Linked DNA regions of Rattus norvegicus: region 1 is linked to region 2. Evidence: chromatin contacts called from public Hi-C data. All regions are on one chromosome and are shown on one strand. The core of a region is the stretch at or near the end of the contact, and the rest is flanking DNA. Distances in the headings are between cores, read along the strand shown.

Region 1 (5,502 bases), core at 2,517-5,016, 300 kb before region 2:
CATGACATGGCAGTGTAACATTTGTGTTGCTATGCCTCACTGAGGTGGAATTATATACCACATCCTAATTCTAGTTTATGAGGACTAGAAGGCAGACCAATCAAAGGGTAATACTGCCACCTTCTGAACACAAAACAGCCTTCTACAGGTCCACAGCCAGACTTTAATCCATAGAAGGGAACTAGGGGAAGTTGGGGATATATGTCTAAAAAAACCGAACATTTTCAGAAAACGTGACCTAAACAAAAATTAGCTTCTAGGTATTTTAATTTATGAATTGGAATTATAATTTTCCTCCATTCTACTGACAGTTACCTTGGCAAGCTTGAAATTTAAGCAATTTTATTTAATCCAAAGTGAACATACAATGAGTATTTGTATGTAGGCAGTACAGTTAGTTACTTGGCCCAATCTATTTTTGTAGTATATGCATATAACCACTTAGAAACCATCCTCACTACAAATTTCCCCCAAATTTGGATATATATTAAGAAATAAAACTAAAACAGCTTAAATGCCCTGCCTCAAGTCAGATTATTGGAAAAACGAACACACTGTTGGCCCTTCCTATATGGAAAAAAATTTAAGTCTGCAAACAAAGAGGAAATTAAGATGAGCTCTCAAGTACAATCCCCTCACACATCTGAGGTTCCCTGCCATCCTCCTTACCTTCTCATACTTCTCCTTCAGCTTGGCGGCCTTCTTTTCATAGGGCTGCTTGTCATCCGCAGCAGTGTTGTTCCACATCTCTCCTAGTTTCTTCGCAACATCACCAATGGATAAGCCAGGATGCTCGCCTTTGATTTTTGGGCGGTACTCAGAACAGAACAAGAAGAAGGCCGAACTAAAACCAGAAATGTAGTTTTCAGATTTTAACAACTTTCAGGCATATATATAAATACAAGACATTCTAAATTAGTAATTGAGCAATTAGAAATCGAGCAATTTCTAAAGATACAAAAGGACCAAAAATGGTAGTGATATACTGTACAAAGGAATCAGTGTCTCAGTTCAAATGCCTTACCCTAATAAAATTCTACCTGACTTAAGTTACATTATGACTTCTCAAAATACAAGACCTGAGCCATTTTCAGCTAAGGTACCAAGTACTAGACACTGAAGGTGGCCGAATCAATTCCTACCCACTCTAAACAACTCAAAATAAAAGCTCATACTCACGGAGGCCTCTTGGGGGCATTGGGGTCCTTGAACTTCTTTTTGGTCTCCCCTTTGGGGGGGATGTAGGTTTTCATTTCTCTTTCATAACGAGCCTTGTCAGCCTTTGCCATATCTTCAAATTTCCCCTTTTCTTTAGCAGACATGGTCTAGAAAGAGTCATTTGTGAACTTGATATAGAGGTGTTTAATATGCCACCCTAAAGCACTTTAATAGTCAAATAGTAAGGAGAACACCCAGCCCCTTCATCCTAATCTACAACTAAAAGGCCGTTAGTGTCTTTAAAGCCCCCTTACCTTCCACCTCTCTGAGCACTTCTTGGAGAACTCTGAGAAGTTGACAGAAGCATCCGGGTGCTTCTTCTTGTGCTCCTCCCGGCAGGTTTGCACAAAGAATGCATATGAGGACATTTTGCCTCTCGGCTTCTTAGGATCTCCTTTGCCCATGTTTAGTTGATTTTCTGAAAGAAAGCACTCAATGTTAGTAACCAAAAAACTGAAACTGACCAGTTTCGAACTGCTCAGGGTGGCAAGACAACCAAAATTTGTGTTATTTAACACAGCGGTGACGACAATCTCCCATAAAAGCCAAGCAGGACATTGCAAACCGTAGCCAATTCCTAGAAGTGGTTAAGCCACAGCGATGAGGGCATGGGACACAGGGAAGAAAAAAAAAAAAAAAAAGGTCTCAAAGTGTGATCTCAAAAATGTAGGCACACATACACTCAAGCATTGGCTATCTGTCCAGTCTGTTCTGAATGACTCCTAACTGGTAGTTTAAACTATGTCCAAATCTTTAAAAAAAATTTAAACCAGCAAAACACAAACATTTAAAAAAAAAAAGAAAAAACCCACCCTTTCCATTAGTGAGTTTTGCGGTGTACAAGGAATGATCCAGTAGACCTTAAGAGAATTACAGGCCTAGAAAAGCAGGGGGAGGGGATGAAAAGCAAAACAATAAATCCCCCTCGTGCACCTAAAGTTTACCCAGCTTTAGGAACACCCGGTCTTCGCATCAAACTTTGCTCGGGAGGGCGGAGGCGGCGCTGGGACAGGGCCGGGAGAGGCCGCCCGTTTCCTATCGCTTTGGCCCCGAGATGCGTTTCTGCTCTGACTAAACACGTCCGGTCTGAAGTTTCTCCGAGTAAACAAGGATGAGGGACAAAAGCCACTCCTGCCGCCGCCCCCCCCTCCGCCACCACGGGGGTGTCGGGCTTTTTTTTTCCAACAGGGCCCGTGAAAAGTTGGGGTACCCTGGCGCGCGCGGGGAGGATTCCCCGCCCTCCGAACTTGGCCTGAGGTAGAGGGGGGCTGCGGCTCCGGGCGGGCCCGAGGCCGCCACGTGCGCCCGGAAGGCCGCAGGCTCGCGCCGCCGCCCCCATTTTGTCGGCCGCGGCGCAAGAAGCCCCGCTCGAAATGGGGGCTGGCTCCGCCCGCGGCCGCCAGGGCCGGCGCACGGAATGGCCGCTGCGCGTCTTCCCCGCCTGCGCCGCCGCCGCCGCCGCCGCCGCGAGGGCGAGCGCGGCGAGAATATGGCTCCTTCCCTTTGTGTGTGCGCGCGTGTGAGTGTGTGTATGTGTGTGTGTGTATGTGAGTGTGTGAGGAGACTGAGGCGCGCGGCGGGCGGGGCGCTGGCGCACTCGCCATGGCGGCGGGGGAGGGGCGGGGGCGCGCGGCTCCCCTCCCCCCGCGGCCCCCGCGCCGTCTCCCTCCGCGCGCCCCGCCGCCCCCGCACGGAGAACGCGGGGCTGTGAAGAGAGGAGAGAGGGGAGCGAGAGGAGAGGGGGGGAAAAAAAAAGTTGCCTCAGAACTGCTGCGCCCAGCTTCCCCCGCCCGCACGCCCGCCTTGTTTTCTCTACAGCCAGCAGCGCCGGGCCGAGTCAGCCATGTTCCAGCGAGAGCAGCGGCGCCGCTCCCCCCACTGCCGCCCGCTCGCCCGCCGCCTCGCCCGGCCCGAGCCGCCCCGCACGGCCGCCCCCGGCCCACCCGCGCCGCCCTCGCCCGCAGCGGCGCCCCGCCCGCCGCCCCGCGCTCCCCGCCGCGGCCGCCCATGCAGCCGGGAAGCGCCGCCGCTGCCCGCTCCGCGCACGCCGCCTGCCCGAAACGCTCGGCCCCGGGGGCCACAAACACGTTTAAAAAAATTTTTTTTAAAAATAATCCGGAACACACACAAAAAAAATTTTTTTGCGCCAGTGAGGCGCGGAGGGCGCTGCGGGTGTGAAGTGGCGGCCGCCTGAGGCCCGCGGCTCGGTTCGGGGCAGCGTTCGCGGCGCCCGGCGGAGCCTCGCTCCGTGCGCAGTTCCCCCCACGGTCCCCCCTCATTTGCCTTTGTGTGGAGCCTGACCCGCCGGCTTCGGGCCGCGGGGATCCGGTCGCCGCGCGGGCTACGAGGCTGCCTGAGGCGCTTTCCCCGCCGCTGCGCCGCCCCACACTTACCCTCCGCGAGGCACAGAGTCGCCCAGTGCCCGTCCGGCTCTCGCTTGCCCCGGCGCTGTCTCTATGGAGCTCAATGTACTGCAATGGCTGTGAGAGCGGGAGCCAGACGCAGCCTCCTCACTCTCTCCGCTCTGTAACATTACTCTCCAGCCAGCGCGCCTCCTATTGGCTACCGCCAACTCACGGGGCTCGCTCATTGGCCCGTTCCCTCCCATTGTCCTGACCAGAGCCCGTGCGCCATTGGCTGTCTGCGAGGACACGTCACCGAGGATTGAAACAGCGCGCAAATCTGAATGTGTGAGTGTGTGCCGGGCCGAGAGGCTGAGGCGGGAGAGGCAGCTGCAGAGGCAGCAGCTGCTACGGGAAAGCGGAGCTCTATGGTGTCTGTGTGCCTGCGTCTGCCCCGAGCCAGCCCCACGCCCGAGCCGCGGCGCGCGCGGTCAGGGCCCAGCTCTGCCACAGCCACCGCGGCGTCCTCAGGCCCGAGCGGCTCCCGCAGGCCCGCCCCCCCTCCCGCTCCACGCTCCGGCCCGGAGCCGTTGAGATTCGCGGCCCGTGCTTGGGGATGCGTCCGGGAGTGGGGCGGCTGCTCCGGGGCCTGCGGCCCAAACGCGGGGGCCTCTGTGGGCCCCGGGACGGCTATGCTGTTGCAGCCCACCACAAGACACCCCTCACCTGGGCTCCCGCCTAACGTGCCCACCCTGCCCAGAGGCCTAGGCTGCTCCCACCAGCAGGCGTCCAGTTGCACCCCTTTTTTCTGGTTTTGCTCCAGTTTCCCAGTACTTCTCCAACTCTTTTTTCTTTTGGTCAAACACAAAGCATTGTTTTGAACTTCCCGGACACCAAAGCCTTATTCCGGGGAATTAATGCACAGCCACTGGGGTTTGATACTGGCTGCTCTCAGGAAATGTTTGGGCGGGCCCAACTAGAATTAGCAAATTCGTTAAAGACCTCGTCCCCCCACCCCCGTCCACACACATACACACACACAGGCTGTTTTCTGTGACTCGGTGTGGATTACTGTTGGAATCAAATGAATCTTTGTGATGGCTATCTTCACCCCGATCGCACCACTTAGTGCATACATGTACCTGCTCTAGGATTACCAGCCGTTTAGGGCTACTGTTACCTGAAGGATTAGATGCCATAGAGGACTGTACTTTCTCCCACTCACCAAGCTGGCTGCTCACACTTAAGTCTGCAGAGAAAATAGCCAGGCCAGTTTTAAAGGCCACAGGCTTGCACTAATCCTTGATGGATCTAATATCTTTCTGGGGGGGGCAGAGCACCTCTCTTCAGTTAAAAACAAATGTGCCCCCCCTTTTTATTCTGACTCTTAGACACTTCTCAGATAAACAAAGAATTCCTCCAAAATGCACTTAATCCAAGTCAAAACATTCAAGTCATAGATATTGGGTTAGATTTCTATAGCACTTCTAGGGTTTTATTATTTAATGGATTTGCTTGATTTTACTGTCCTTACTGGGAATAGGCTCGGATAATCTTTTCTGACTAGTGACTTTAAGGTCCATTGCCATTTTTTAACAATACACTCTTGGTCTAGCGACTATCATTGGTGTGACTGAACAGTACACCAAACACACATGCAAAGGCATGTATACACACACACACACACACACACACACACACTGGTGTACTGGCTGGTTTTGTGTGTCAGTTTGACCCACGTTAGAGTCATCAGAGAGGAAGGAGCCTCAGTTGAGAAAATGCCTTCATGAGATCCAGCTGTAAGGCATTTTCTCACTTAGTGATCAGTGGGGACACTCATGGGCTCAATCCATGGTGGGAGATTTCTGGGCTGGTGGTCCTGGGTTCTATCAGAAAGCAGACTTAGTAAGCCATGGGAAGCAAATGAGTAAGTCCACAGCCT
Region 2 (5,609 bases), core at 1,481-3,980:
GGCTGTGATGATGACTCACTTCCTGGTTTCTGTAATCTTTGCATAAGAGCCAAGTGCTAGTTCCCGACGCTTTCTCCTTCTTCTCGGAATGCTCAGGACATCTCTCCTAAGGCAGCCCCCACCCTACCAAGAAGGCGTCCTTGGTGCATCTTGCCGAGCCGTGAGCCCCACTGGTAAATGGATTACACCACGAGTAGACACTTGATTCATGGGCAGCCAGAATAGGCAGCCTGTCTTAGAGAGCTGCCCATGCAGAACAGGCAGTGCTGGACGCAGGCCACCGAATCAATTTGTGCCTCTCCCGGGAGTCTCATTCCTGAAGGGAACAGACGAGTAGAGTCAGCAGCCAGGGGCTGAGGAGGAGTCACCCAATCCAGGGCACCGAAGTGACAGCCTTAGGGACAATGAGATAATGGCCCTAAACACACTGTCCTGAATGACCTCACCCGGACACCGACTGTGCCTTTTATTTTCTATATTCTGATGTCTTGACATCTGGGGGCCTCGCTGACTCTGGAGGGGGAAGTCATAGGGGAAGTAATTAACTACCTTCTCCACTCCCACCCCAGCATGACTTTCAGATGCAAATCAACCAAAGCCCCCCACCCCACCCATCTCCTTTCTGACTTCTCTTTCTCATAGGTAACCCACCTTCCTCCTTTGTTGCTCGTCCAGCTAAGGGTGGTCCCGAGAGCCCAGAGTTAAGAAGCATAATTTTCGTCTAAGCTGAACCTGCTCACTCTTCCCTGACCACTCCATCCCACAATGCCCAGTAAAGCCTTGCACCCACCTTCCTCCTCCCTCCTGACCAGGTGCTACCTCGTGGTCCCCTGTGGTACCTAGAGCAAGGTCCTTATTCTCGGAACCGAATGACCTGTCTTGTCAACGGCAGCTGCCTCCTGGTCTGCTGACCTCGTTTCTAAAATCGGCAGATTCTGCATGACTCATCCACCTCTGAGGAGTCTGGCTTGTGGTTGTTTCTCTTTGAGGCAGGACCGGGCTCTTCCTGTCTTACCCTAGGTAAATGCACCAAGCACAAACGACCTGTCTCACTTCCGTGGGTCGTTACTGCTTCTTTAGATCAGACCTTTGCCACTTGTCTCACCCCTTTCTCTAACCGAGCTCCCCATGCCCTTCGTGGGCAAGCATGCCGGCTTTCTTTGTAAACAGCCTTAAATACATTCCTGTCCCCTGTGCCTGGTCACAAGGCCATCATCCTTCAGACAAACCCCTGCCTTCCCCAAGCCTAAAGCTACTCTTGCTTCAAGGTCTCACATTCAGACATCCTGCAATGGCTTCTAACTTCACGGGCCTCTCTCTGCACATCATCAGCATCTCCCGTGTCACCGGTGTCATCGGGCCGATGCCACCACAGAGCATCCAGTGCTCCCTGCTTTGTGTTCAGAACTCTCTCTCCTCAGGGCTTTATGTACTCTCAATTCAGGGGACAGATGTTTGGTATTTTGCTTGATGACAGGATGCACTGGTAGCTAAGCAACGGACATCTTTCTTCTCATCAGTCTGGGGTATAAAATCTACACACGGAGCAACAGTTACCACCTGTTGAGCCAGAGCCTGGCTGGAGGGGAAGCCTCATCTTAGCTCTTTTCTGAGCTTGGGGGGGGGGGAGGCCAGCCCCCAGCTTTCTTAAGTGGAGAGAACTCTGTCCATTTTTTAATGGGTCATAGTTGGGGAAAGATTTGAGTTTCTTCCTTTTAGTGTCAGGCCTGTAAGGGGTTGCGAAGTACAGAGGGACTGATGGAGGGAAAGCCGGAGAGATTGGCTCACCAGTGGGATTTGAGGACTGTCTCTTCAGTGGAGGCTGGGCTGGGGAGACTGGAGAGGAAGCCGGGCAATTAAACGCATCGTCCCTCACAGCTTTGACCCCAGCTCTAACCTGTTTGAAAGGAAAACATCTGGCTTGTGTCTTCCCCGGGAGCTGACCAGGATGTGAACACATCGGTAAAGGATTTCAGGGCACATTCCTGAGAGTTCCCCCCTGTGGGACTTCCTAACAAGGGAGTGGAACCGAGTTCTTGGTATCGTCTCCCACCCCAGACATTGCATTTAGAGTTTAAACTATAGAAATAATTCAGAAGCCACAGTGCAAGCCCTAAATATACCTTAAACCCACGAACGCCTTCCTTTTGTCCAGCTCTGTGGACTGTGTCCCTTTAGATGTACTTTCTGTTCTTGGTAGCACTGTAATCAGCAGATAGCCCTACCTTCCCCCCCCCCCTCCTCCCTTAAAACAGACCCTTCTAATAGCTAGCATCCTGCAGTGACCAGAGCCATTAGAAGGATTACACCATTACTGTCCTGTCCAGCACACACATAATGCCCCAGGGATTGCCTTTCTTCTTTGCTTGATTTTTTTTTTTTTAATGGATGAAATCAGTGCCCAATGGTGGGTTGAAAAAATCAAAAACCGAAGAGGGCACAAGGTGACAGTCATTGTTTTCAAGGGCACCTCCCAAACAGCTTTTCCCATTTGAGATTCCTTTGTGAAGGTGACGGCAGATGTCGGTCTCGAGGATAAAGCAGGCTCTGAAAGCACGCGGACAGGTAACGGACCTCTGTTCCTCGTTACCATAATACTGAATGCTCATCCTCTCCCAAGCACCACAGCGAATGTGTGCTCTGCCTGCTCGCCTACGGTTGTTTGTGCTGCAAAGAACCCGGGCCCAGCCCAGAGCCACGTTGCAGGGCTCAGGATTGCTCTGAAACACTGCCACCTAGTGGCAAAATGAGGTACGACAGCACACATCAAGGGCGCCGGGAACTGCAGCAGCTCCAAGGCGAGGAGTTAAAAAATCAGGAGCACAAAGACAGAGGAGGCCAGTTTGGAAATGCCTAAATAGGGCAGGAGACAGGAAAAAGGAGCGGGGGACCTGGAGCGTGAAGAGAGGAATTAAAAGTAACAAATTGGTGGCAGTGAGCTGTTTTCCCCGAGAGCTAGAGATGTGGGTAAGATGAGCTAGGAGACTGCCTCCATTTGCATGGCTCAGTCTGGCTTGTGTCTGGATTCTTAAGGATCCCGGGGGCTCTGTTGAGCTCAGGAAGTCACTGTGCTTCTGTTTCCTTGCTTTGTGGGCTGAGTGAGACCTCAAAGTCTTCCTTCAGTTGAAACATTGTATGAATTTGTTATCTGAGAAATGCAGGGGCAGGCAGCATAGCGTTGGTGGTCCTTAAATCATTTGTGTGGCTTCTGGTTCCTGTGTGTGGGGAGACTTAAAAACACACAAACAAATGAACGGACAAACAAGCGACCACTTCCATCTTGCCTGTCTTCAGTGGGCTATAGAAGCCTAGAAGAAAGAGAGTCTTCTAGCCTGTGGTGACTCTCGGGACCTGTCAAACCTTCCAGTATCAGCCAAGAGGGAGAGCCAGCTCCTAGAGATCTGGAGGCTTCTAGTACTTCAAGATAGGCCGGGAGGGTGTGGGGAGGGAACTGGCACGGAAGTAAATCTGGATTTAAACGAAACACTGTAGTGAACTCAGAGCCATTATAACGGGTTCGACCTTATCGGATGGGTTTTGTCTTTTGCCATTCGTGGGCACTCCTTGGGAAAAGTCATCCGTGATGGCTGTTTTACACACTGTGGATGTCATTTTCACATCCCAGGGCTGAAAGAAGATGTGGGCTCAGCCTCCACCACCGCCACCGTTTGAAGAAACCCAGGTTGCGCTCCCTCTTTCACTGAGGGCTTGGTGGTCCTGCTCATCAAAGCGTTCGCATGGGGAACTCGGCGGAGGGGATTTAAATTCCATCTCGGTGGAGTTTGAACCAAAACACACTGCCCAGCGCCACTTCATAAGCCGAGAATCATCAAGCCAGCCCCAAACAGCTCGAGGGGTCCTTGCCATCGTCGCTCAGCGTAAATCAGTAAAATGACAGGCAATTGACTTTGAAGACGGCTCTCACACGGCTGAGTGGCTGGAGCTTCGGGAAGCAGATGTAAAACACTTGTGATTAGCACCAGAGTAAACAGTGGATTGGGCTCTATCGTCCACACCCCCTCCTGCTCTGCGTCTCTCATTAGGCAGAAGTCAACATGTCCCTCGGTGTGGGGATGTGGTCATGGTTGGACTTAAGTTTGTATTTCAACACTGTCTCAGTTAGGGTTTGACTGCTTGCAAACGACACCTTGACCAGGGCAACTCTTACCAGGACAACATTTAATTGGGGCTGGCTTACAGAATCAGAGGTTCAGTCCATTATCATCAAGGCAGGAACACGGCAGCATCCAGGCAGGCCTGGTGCAGGAGGAGCTGAGAGTTCTACATCTTCATCTGAAGGCTGCTGGTGGAACACTAACCTCCAGGCAGCTAGGAGTAGGGTCTTAAAGCCCACGCCCACAGTGACACAACTACTTCAACAAGGCCGGACCTCCAAATAGCGCCACTCCCTGGGCCACGCCCACACAAGCCGTCACATCACCTGATGTGTACTTCTGGCTTCCCCAGAAGGAAAAGACGAAATAGACTTGGTTTGACGGTTTGTTTTCTATGAAGACATAAAATAGGGGTGAGAATCAGATCCTTCCAACGCCAAAGCTTGTTGCCGTGCTATGATGCCATATCACAGAGTTTGGCCCTGGGGCTTAGAGTTTCTCTAGATGGAAAGGGGAGCATCTGAGAGATTGACACCTGGCAGTGTCCCCTGATCTTATTCTTAAAGACACCTAGAAGGTGACCCTGGCCACTATCTAAGGACGGCTGACACCAACCTTCTCCACCCTGGCCTACTGGGCCAAACGGCCCTTGGGTTGTTGTGCCAACCGATTTTCAACAAAAGTCAGGTTTTTCACGAAAAAAAAAAGGTGTTAAGTGTGCCCACTACAAATACCTGAAAGGTCCTTTGTTTAGATTCTTCCAAACTCATTCTGGCTGTACTGGGACTTTCAGCTACGTAGAAGGGGGTGGAGAGAGACTGCATAGGCTTCTTCAGTAAGCAAAGCCTTAACTCGGAAGTATAAGATCCCCCAGTTCTTCACATCTAGTTGTCCTCTTGGTTCGTTGTAAAATTCTAACTTAAAATCTTCCGTGCTGCAACTTAAACCACTTGAGGAAGTTTAATCGATAGAAGGGAGTCAATGGACGTGAAATGTCTTCCTGCCACCGGGATGCCCAGAAGTCACATGGGAACACCGGACTCAGACCCAGCCCCGTTTCTCAGAGGCACTCGTGTTGAAGAGAGGAATTGGTGCTGACGGTGGAGATCAGGTCCTAAAAGCTTCGGACTTGTTTCGATGTGGGCTGCCTCTGCTCCCTGGGGTCCTGCCCTGGGGAAAGCAGGCCATGGCGGACAGCAGGGAGGTCAGCACAGTCCTGCCTGTTGAGTGAGGAACGGTCCTCTTGGGAGACAGTGCAGCTTCTTAACTGTTCTAAACGGGGGCGTCTCTGTTTCCGAGTTTGAGATTAGAATTGGACTTTTGGTGTTGGGGCAATGATTAAATGGAAACTTCTAGATCAGTGCTAGGCTCCAGACCTGCTTGTGGTGAGTGCAGGAAGGCCGGGTCAGTGGTTATGGCTGGGAGGGAAGAGTGAAGAACCCTCCTTAATAACTTTGTGGATGCCAGAGTCTGCCTGGTGTTTCCTTTTCCCTT

The links. A called contact is a pair of places that touch in the nucleus more often than the background predicts.
Region 1: a Hi-C map of the A7r5 cell line shows a contact between it and region 2, with 3 times the contacts expected there. The contact joins the promoter of Hmgb1 here to the enhancer-like site in region 2. A contact is called at or near these places in 2 of 12 Hi-C or Micro-C datasets (the A7r5 cell line and mammary epithelial cells).

What each region holds. Positions count from the first base shown.
Region 1 is chr12:11,007,500-11,013,001 of GRCr8, reverse strand. It overlaps Hmgb1 (high mobility group box 1), which reads right to left and starts at 3,766. Exons shown (of 5, transcript NM_012963.3): 1 at 3,612-3,766; 2 at 1,473-1,636; 3 at 1,180-1,325; 4 at 670-844. The coding sequence starts at 1,622.
Region 2 is chr12:10,703,917-10,709,525 of GRCr8, reverse strand. No RefSeq gene overlaps it. Among named protein-coding and RNA genes, the nearest start is that of Rpl28-ps11, 19 kb to the right of the region's middle. Within about 2 kb of position 2,730, at least 23 of the 93 cell types and tissues checked have an H3K27ac peak or open chromatin away from gene starts, as enhancers often do. A contact at or near this core is called in the A7r5 cell line, where this site is marked.